2 separate regions of the Mus musculus genome follow, and region 1 is linked to region 2. A link is a contact called in public Micro-C data. All regions are on one chromosome and are shown on one strand. Each heading gives the region's core, a stretch centred on a gene start, on an enhancer-like site or on the middle of the called end of the contact. The rest is flanking DNA. Distances are from core to core; before and after follow the strand shown. Region 1 has its middle 16 kb from the start of Mgl2. Region 2 has its middle 3.2 kb from the start of Gm32946.

What was found. A called contact is a pair of places that touch in the nucleus more often than the background predicts.
Region 1: a Micro-C map of the HL-1 cell line shows a contact between it and region 2, with 2.6 times the contacts expected there. The contact joins two enhancer-like sites. A contact is called at or near these places in 9 of 39 promoter capture datasets (3T3-L1-derived adipocytes, the C10 cell line, the HPC-7 cell line and 5 more), 4 of 15 datasets of contacts at CTCF or cohesin (CD8 T cells, the G1E-ER4 cell line, embryonic stem cells and 1 more), 97 of 484 Hi-C or Micro-C datasets (8-cell embryo, the AML12 cell line, the AtT-20 cell line and 45 more), 4 of 115 datasets of contacts at active chromatin or transcription factors (CD8 T cells, embryonic stem cells, hepatocytes and 1 more) and 3 of 9 other capture datasets (adipose tissue, liver and pancreatic islet).

The regions. Positions count from the first base shown.
Region 1 is chr11:70,112,657-70,116,972 of GRCm38.p6, forward strand. No RefSeq gene overlaps it. Among named protein-coding and RNA genes, the nearest start is that of Mgl2, 16 kb to the right of the region's middle. Within about 2 kb of position 2,170, at least 37 of the 459 cell types and tissues checked have an H3K27ac peak or open chromatin away from gene starts, as enhancers often do. A contact at or near this core is called in the C2C12 cell line, the HL-1 cell line, adipose tissue and 2 more, where this site is marked.
Region 2 is chr11:70,072,507-70,076,448 of GRCm38.p6, forward strand. No RefSeq gene overlaps it. Among named protein-coding and RNA genes, the nearest start is that of Gm32946, 3.2 kb to the right of the region's middle. Within about 2 kb of position 2,350, at least 39 of the 459 cell types and tissues checked have an H3K27ac peak or open chromatin away from gene starts, as enhancers often do. A contact at or near this core is called in the C2C12 cell line, the HL-1 cell line, adipose tissue and 2 more, where this site is marked.

The sequences.
Region 1 (4,316 bases), core at 920-3,419, 40 kb after region 2:
ATTGAACCTGATGTTTGCCGTTTTGTTTAGACTGGGTGGCCAGGGAGCTTTGGAGGTCTCTTTACCTGTCTCTGCCCCCCAGTTCTGGAAGTGGCAGGCACACACACAGCCATGGCTATAACTTGGGGCTGGGGATTCATGCTTTCAGGGCAAGCACCCTCTTATTTTTTCCTCCCCCGACCCCCAGGGCAAGAACCCTCAACCACTGAGCCATTCCTAGCTCCAGAAGTCTCTATCTGTTGTAGACACGGAGTCCCTGTTGGGTTTGCAGGCTGCAAATATCTTCTCCAGCCCTATGGCTTGTTTGGTCAGCCTCCCAACAGAAGTCATTTCCCCAAAAGAATGCAGCATAGCTAGTAAGGTCCTGGGCTTGCTTACGGAACTGAGAACAGTGACATGGTCACACAAAGCAGGAGGCTAAATTCTTTTCCTGTTTTTCATAGAAATTTGGTTAGATCTCCACAAAGTGACCATGTATTCTGAAGCTGGAAGCATAGGTGTGTGTGTGTGTGTGTGTGTGTGTGTGTGTGTGTGTGTGTGTGTACTGGCTGGCTTTGTATGTCAACTCGACACAAACTGGAGTTATCACAGAGAAAGGAGCCTCCCTTGAGGAAATGCCTCCATACGATCCAGCTACAAGGCATTTTCTCATTTCGTGATCAAGGTGGGAGGGCCCATTGTGGGTGGTGCCATCCCTGGGCTGGTGGTCATGAGTTCTATAAGAAAGCAAACTGAGCAAGCCAGGGGAAACAAACCAGTAAGAAACATCCCTCTATGGCCTCTGCATCAGCTCCTGCTTCCTGACCTATTTGAGTTCCAGTCCTGACATCCTTTAGTGATGAACAGCAGTATGGAAGTGTAAGCTGAATAAACCTTTTCCTCCCCAACTTGCTTCTTGGTCATGATGTTTTGTGCAGGAATAGAAACCCTGACTAAGACAGTGGTTGTCCTAGGAAGAGGTAAAAGCAAGTACCCCCTGGTGGAGATAATTTCTAGAGAGTTCTTACATATTGTGGGGTAGCCGCCCACTTTTTCCCCCATGGGAAAGGGAAATGCTTTTTCATACCTTCCCTAGCTAGATGGTGGCGCCCCGAAGGACACCTGTGCAGAGACGGCTGTCTGCATGGAGTAAGTCAGGCCTCTCCCCAGAAGGCCTCATGGGAGCCAAGGTGACAATACTGTTGAGGTGCCACAGACTGCCGAGGCTTCAGTGGAACAAGAAATATTTTGTCTTTCTGTTTCTGTTTTGTTTTGAAGCAGGGTCTCACTCTATGGCCTGGGATGGCTTTGAACTTGCACTAAGTTTCATGCCTCAGCCTCTTTGGTGCTGAGATCATAGGCAGTTGCCAGCAGCCCTGCCTCTTAAGGTAAGGCTGTGGTTATGCCTTGGGGTTTTCGTGGTAGCCATAAGGAAAGAGACTCATTTCTGTTTCTTGTCGGGAAAATCTGAAAGCAAATGCCTGGGCAATTGCCTGCCCCACGCACTGGCTGATCAGGCTGCTCTTGGCTGCCTTACAGGGCAAGGATGTCAGAGAACAAGAACTTGGGAGGCTGGAAGCCACATCTCCAATGATTGCCGTCTAGGTAGATTGTCAGAGAGGACTGCAATCAGGGCCAGAGCAAGGTGAACCACCTTCACGCGGCAGAAGAGCCCACAGGTGCTTCGAGAAACGTCTGCAAAGCCTTTTAAAGTTCTGGTTCTGGATGCTTGCTGGGACGGACACTGGCCTCATGTCCTTGGGTCCATGTCTCCTTTGTCCTTGAGGCTCAGTGAGGAGAACAGGAAAAGATGGAAGGGAGAGAGGAACTGTTATCTGACCACCGACCCCTTGCCTTCTGAAACATTCTGGGATGATGACCTTTGAGAGTGACTCATTACGGTGTGCTCTGTGGACTGGCTGTTACGGGTGGGGAGAGGCAGGATGAAGGAAGGGAGGAAGGTCAAGAAAGGTCAAGGGAAGCCGACTGTAAGGTAAGAATTCTGGAGAAAGTGATTCATTAGGAAGTGTTTGTAGGCAATTTCGAACCAAGTGTCACATGGTGATAAGAATGATGAGAACACAGACCACGCTCTGGAGCACTTCCAATTAAGCAGAGGGCACCACACCCATTAGCCTTTGGCTAGCAGCTGTGGTTGGCAAGAGCATAAAATCCTAAGCTAACTTCTGCTCTCTGTGCTCAGATGACGTAGGAGGACAATCAGTCCTCTGTTGAAGAGGCATGGATGCTGGCTGTGAATGAAACCCTGGTGTTGGAGAGATGGCTCAGTGCTGAAGGGTATGAGGACCAGAGTTCATTCCCCAGCCTCCATCTCAGACAGCTCACAAACGCCCAGCTCCAGTGGCCCCGATGCCTCCGGCCTCCCCAGGGAACCTGTACTCACATGCTGCTCACCTCTGAGTACACATAACTGGAAATAGTAAAAAATAAAAAAAAATTAAATTCTACTCAGACCCCACTGTGCATGGAGTGAAAGGATAGGAGGAGTCTGAGCAAAGTCCTTTCTTACCCTGTGAGCTACGGCTCCATCCGTGGTGGAGCCCAACCAAGTTTGTACAAAGCTTTGCTGGGATGTGAGATAGGAAAATCAGCTTTCGGGCTGGAGGGATGGCTCAGCACTTAAGAGCACAAGTTGTTCTTGCAGAAGGCCCGGCCTCAGTTCCCAGCATCCACACAGTGGCTCACAACTGCCTGTGACTCCAGTGCCAAGAGATGGGATGCTCTCTTCTCCCCACAGGCATCTGGCACACGCATGGTGTACAGATACATATGCAGGCAAAACAGTCATACACAGAAAGATAAAAGTATCTTTATTTAAAAAAAATTTTTTTTTAAGTTTGGCTTTAGTCTTAGCTGGACTTCTGAGATCCTGGAATTAAGATTAACCATTGTTGTTGCTCAATATATATGAAAGACACACGTATCAAGTTTACTGGCATGGGTGTGAGTGACAGGTGTGTGAGATGTGGGATCAGAGCAGCCTCCAGTAAGAAACTCTCCTGCCCTGGGCCAGAGCTATCATGGGCCCCGTGGAGCCCTGTCTGTTCAGACCACAGTTTTAGGCTGTGTTAAGTTCAAGTTGGGATACCCTAGAGGCAGACAGTGGTATGCTCACGACAGTTAGTGGTACTTCCAGTTATGGTATTCTCCTCCAGTAACCTCTTGCACTGAGTTTTCAGACTCCTCCCAATATGGAAGTGTGTGCATCAGTCAGGCTTTATAGTTATAGTCTACGCTGGTTAATGTTTATTGTCAGCCTGACACAATCTAGCATCACTTGGATAGAGAAAACATCAGTTGAGGAACTTCCCAGGTCAGACTGGCTTGTGGCCATGTCTTGATTGATGACTGATGTGCGAGGGCTCAGCCTACTGTGGGTGGCACCATCCCTACGCAGGTGGGTCTGTTAATAAGAAAGGTAGAGGAGGGGCTGGGGAGAGGGCTCAGTGGTAAAGAGTGTTGGCTGTGCTTCTAGACATTCAATTCCCAGAACCCACATAGTAGCCCAGCACCAGGGGATCCCGCACCCTTTTCTGGTCTCCTTGGGTACTTCACACAAGTGTTGGGCATACACACATGCAGGCAAACCATCCATGCACATAAAATAAAAATAAATAAATCTAAGGAAGGGAGGGAGGGAGGGAGGGAGCTAGATGAACAGGAGCCAGTGGCTGAATGAAGCAGTAACTGCACCCTTCCATGGATTCTTGCTTATATCGCCTTCAGTGATGGACTGTGACCAGAAGCTAAGCAAACCCTTTCCTCCCAGGTTGCTTTTGGCCAGAGGGTTTTATTACAGCAACAGGAAGCAAACCAGGACATACTAGATTGGAGAGAAATAGTGGGATGCGTTTATTCCATTTCACCTGGAACTTGAAGCCCTTGAGTTTGAAGACCTAAAATAAAAAAATGTTGTGTGTTTAAAGTAGAAGTATAGGCCAACCACTGTAAATGAGTCAATAAAGATGTGTAAAAAGTTCATGTGTTTTAAAATTAAGCAATAAATTTAAAATTAAAATATAAGCCCCAGGGGCTGGGGGGGGGGGGGAGTTTAGAGCAATGACTGCTCTTGCAGAGGACCTGGGTTTGATTCCCAGCACCTACATGGTGGCTCACAGCCATCCATAACTCCAGTTTCATGGAACCCAAAGCCACTGATCTCTGCAATTACCAGAATTACATATATGCAGGAAAACCATTTATATACATACATAAAAAACTCTAAAAAATAAATAAAATAACTATAAGATTCAAATAAGTTGTCACAATATAAATTAGACAATTTTTTTGAACTGGGTGAAAATGAGAGTATGAGC
Region 2 (3,942 bases), core at 1,100-3,599:
CCTTCACTATGATGGAATGGTGGGATTCAATGTTGGTGTCTTTGATTAGATTTAGATGAAGTCATGAGCGACTGGTCCCCATGATGGGATTGGGGCCTATGAGAAACTGTAAGAACACATACATCCACTCTTTCTGACCACCGTTGGATGTGATGTGGCCACCTGCAAGAGGGTTGCTGTTTGCAAACTAGAAAGAGCACCCTCACCAGATGCCGGACCTCCTGCTGAACTTCTTATTTTGACAGCTGACCTTCCCATATTTTGGAATTATAAGAAAGGAACGTTTGTCATTGAAAGCATTCATCTTAGAACTGAGATTAGTGTTACTATTTCAGTCATGATGTATTTCCCTTGAACCACTTAATTTTGAGGAATTCTCTTTTTTTTAAAAAATATTTTTTAAACTTATGTGAATACATGTGTGTCTCTGTGTGGATGTGCGCAGTTAGTGTAGATTTCCCCAAGCCAGAAGAGGATTCGATAGGACTGGACTCACAGCGGTTGTAAGTTCTTACCCCGAACTCCCACCTGGCTACTGGGAGCCTGGTCCTCTCCAAGAGCAGCAAGCACTCCTACCTGTCCTACCTGCTGAGCCTTCTCTCCAGTCCTGGACATGTCCTAATGACAACACATCTCCAAAAGATGGGGCTGGTCATGATGGCACATGCCTATCATTCTAGCCCTGGAGGCTGAGGCTGAGGCTGAGGCTGAGGCTGAGGCTGAGGCTGAGGCTGAGGCTGTGGCTGAGGTAGGACTGAGGAGTTCTAGACAACCTGGGCCATACAGGGATACCTTGCCCAAACAAAGAAACAAATGAACAAAAGCAAAACAAAATAAACCCCACAGGGTTTCTCTGTCCTGACTGGCTTCAAACTCACAACATCTACCTGCCTCTGGCTCACTAGTGCTGGGATTAAAGGCATGCATTACAAAACCTGGCTGGGATTTTGATTTCTTTGTTGAAGTTGTTGCTTGTCTAGAGAAGTGTGTTTAGTCATCAGCTCTGTACACGGGCCTATGAGGCAGGACAGCCTCAGACCAGCTTTTGTCAGAATAAGGACCTTTTGCCAGGTTACCTGCTGACTTCATCTAGGGAGGATATTAAATGTCAGTTTGGCTACACACACACACACACACACACACACACACACACACACACACACACACAAGCTTAATTTCCTGAAACCCAGCACCGCGTTTTATCTTTAAAAGCTAAGAACAAAAGCTATTGCTAGCAGGAGTTACAGGCAGGCTTGGTGGGTGAGATAGACCCCCACCTCCACCCTCTAGGGCGGATGGGATGCTGGAATCCGGTGGAAGCATGGATCACATTTAGCCAGACTCCCAGTCCAGGGACCACTGGGTTTACAGCAGGCTCCTGTAGCCTCCCAGACACCTCACTCCCACTCCCAATCCCCTTCGTGCCTGCCAGGCTGCGGCTGCAGACGAACTTTCACTACACTTTACTGGGCTTTGCAGGCAGGCAAGGAGCAGGATGAAAAGACTGAATGATTTTGGTGCTGGGATCCTTCCTCTCCATCCGCAGCAATGGACCCCATCTCCCCACAAAGGACAGGAGCGCAGTCTCAGCTGGTGGTTCTCAAATATGCTCTTTGGCCAATCAGAGCACCGCAAAGTCTGTTGCAGGCTGCGTCAAAAACATGCATGCCAGAAGCTTCATCTTCTACTAGGTTGAAGAGATGCTTGTAGCAGACTTGAGTGTTGAGGATCCACAGAGGCAGTTGGTTAAAGGAGCTGGCTGAGAAGATACACCTGGGGTGAGACGCTGAGAGAAACTACTGCAGGAGATTCTACTACCCACTCAGTGCGTGGCAGTGATGCCCGGGGAGTGGGATTTTGTTCTGCGTGGGAAGACCCCACCCCGGAGCAGAGCTCTGGGTAGGTGCTCTTGTTTACCTCCAACCCTGCAGTTCTCACTCAACGGCAAGAAAGGATGTGAACTGTTAGAGATAGGTAAGACCCAAGACGGCCGGCCTTTGGCCAGTGAACTTAGAACACAGTCGTCCTGGCTCTGGATCTGGTTCAGCATATCTGGATTGGAACCAGAAAACTGGTATCTTCTGAGGCCACGCCTCCTTGACCTCACCGCAAGCAGTTTTCCCTGGTCACTCTAAGAGTGACCACTATTGAAAGGAGCTGGGGGTGGGGTGTGTGTGTGTGTGTGTAAGTGGTCAACTTAGTCTTAGGAGTTTAATTATGGATTTTTAAAAAGAAGCTGTAAGAACTAACGGTCTAACATTTCACTTTAGTATTTAGGAAAGAGGCATAAATAGTATTGCGAAATGTTGCTTAAGGGCACCTGAAACTGGAGCTGTACCACACGGTGGCGCTGCTATCCTGAGTGTAGGCTGGGCCACTTCCTAATCTCCATGTGGCTAACAGTCTCCCCGCCGCTGGTATTCCTGACTTATTACTTACTAAGACCTATTTTCCATCTTGGCTGTCCCGGACCCAGACCTGCCGTGCTCCTGGGCCACGATCCCCAACTCTTACGTGATGGTTATGCTCTTTCTTCTGCACCTCTTAGGCCTTGTCTTTGCTCCTTTCCCAGAGTGATGGCTCTCTCCCTCCTCCCTCGGTCCCTTGCCTGGGAATTCTAAAGTCCTCCTTCTGTCTCCCTGCCCAGCCAGTGGCCACCGGCAACTTTATTTACCAATCAAAACCAATTGGGGGCAGGGTCCCTCACTATCTTATGTGCAGATTCCCATGTAATTTTGGGCACCCAATAAACACAATACAAGAGTTAGACCAAATCCACAACACTACCCAGCTGCAAACCTGTGACCCACAACAGTTGGCACATGGGTGAGATATATATAAAAATGCAATAAGTGGCATTTGCATGTTGGTGGAGTTGACATTCACTCGACAGAGGGCAACCATGCCTCGTACTGGAACTAGCTTCCCGGAACTAGCAAGGTCATAGAGCTGAGAAGAGAACGTATTACTACCACCATTGTTTTTATTTTTCAGAGACTACTTTTAATATGGGTTCTTAAACACTTTATCCTCCCTTCTAGGCTACCGCCCAGCAGAGGCAGTGGGAAAGAGAGGTTATTAGGATACGGGGAAGTCAACCTGTTTAGAAAATCAACAGTCCAGTTCACAGGTCAACATCGGCAGCTAGATACACTCGAAAACACTTCACAGATATACAGTCAGTCAGTTCAGGAGTGTTGGAATAGCAAACACAAATCAGCAGCTGTGGCATGACCTAGCAGATATAGCCAGGCCTCCGCTGACTCAGCATGAGTCAGCAGGGACACCAGGAGTTCTTTGCTGTGTCTCTCTCAACAAAGTGAAGATCTGTGAAGATACTACAAGCATTGCAAAGCTAGCTGTGCAAGCCCCCATCACTCTCCGTCGAGTCCTATTTATACTCTCTCCAAACATCATGTGTCCTCCATGGATCTTGCCTCATCACATGTCTTGCCTCAGCATGTGAGTCTGTCTTAACAAAACTCCACGTGAGTCTGGACCGGCTGACATCACTCTGCCAATCGACCCGAGTCCGGGGAAGTGGCAAGAAGCCGCCAGCACACCACCAGAGGTTTTTGGTGTGTTTCTCTCTATGGATTCATGGCAAGCAGAGCTCATCATTGCCATGTAAGGTGAACCAATACATGCCTGTCATTAGTGAAGCATCCTTCATCACGCATCCTTTCATGTGCAAAGGATGAAAAACATCCTTTCCCCTGTGTCTGCTTCAGAAAAACAGTCCTTCATGTGTTTGCCTCAGCAAAACAACAACCAACACAACTGACTTTCCAAAGAAACTGTAAGTTTCCACTTCATACCACTTTGCTAGACAAGCATAACTTCTTCCATCATTCTAAATCTTATCCTGTAGGTATCACACCTGTCAAAGGAGCCTCTCCTGGCAGCGAATGGAGACCACCACAGAAGACCACAACTGGACAC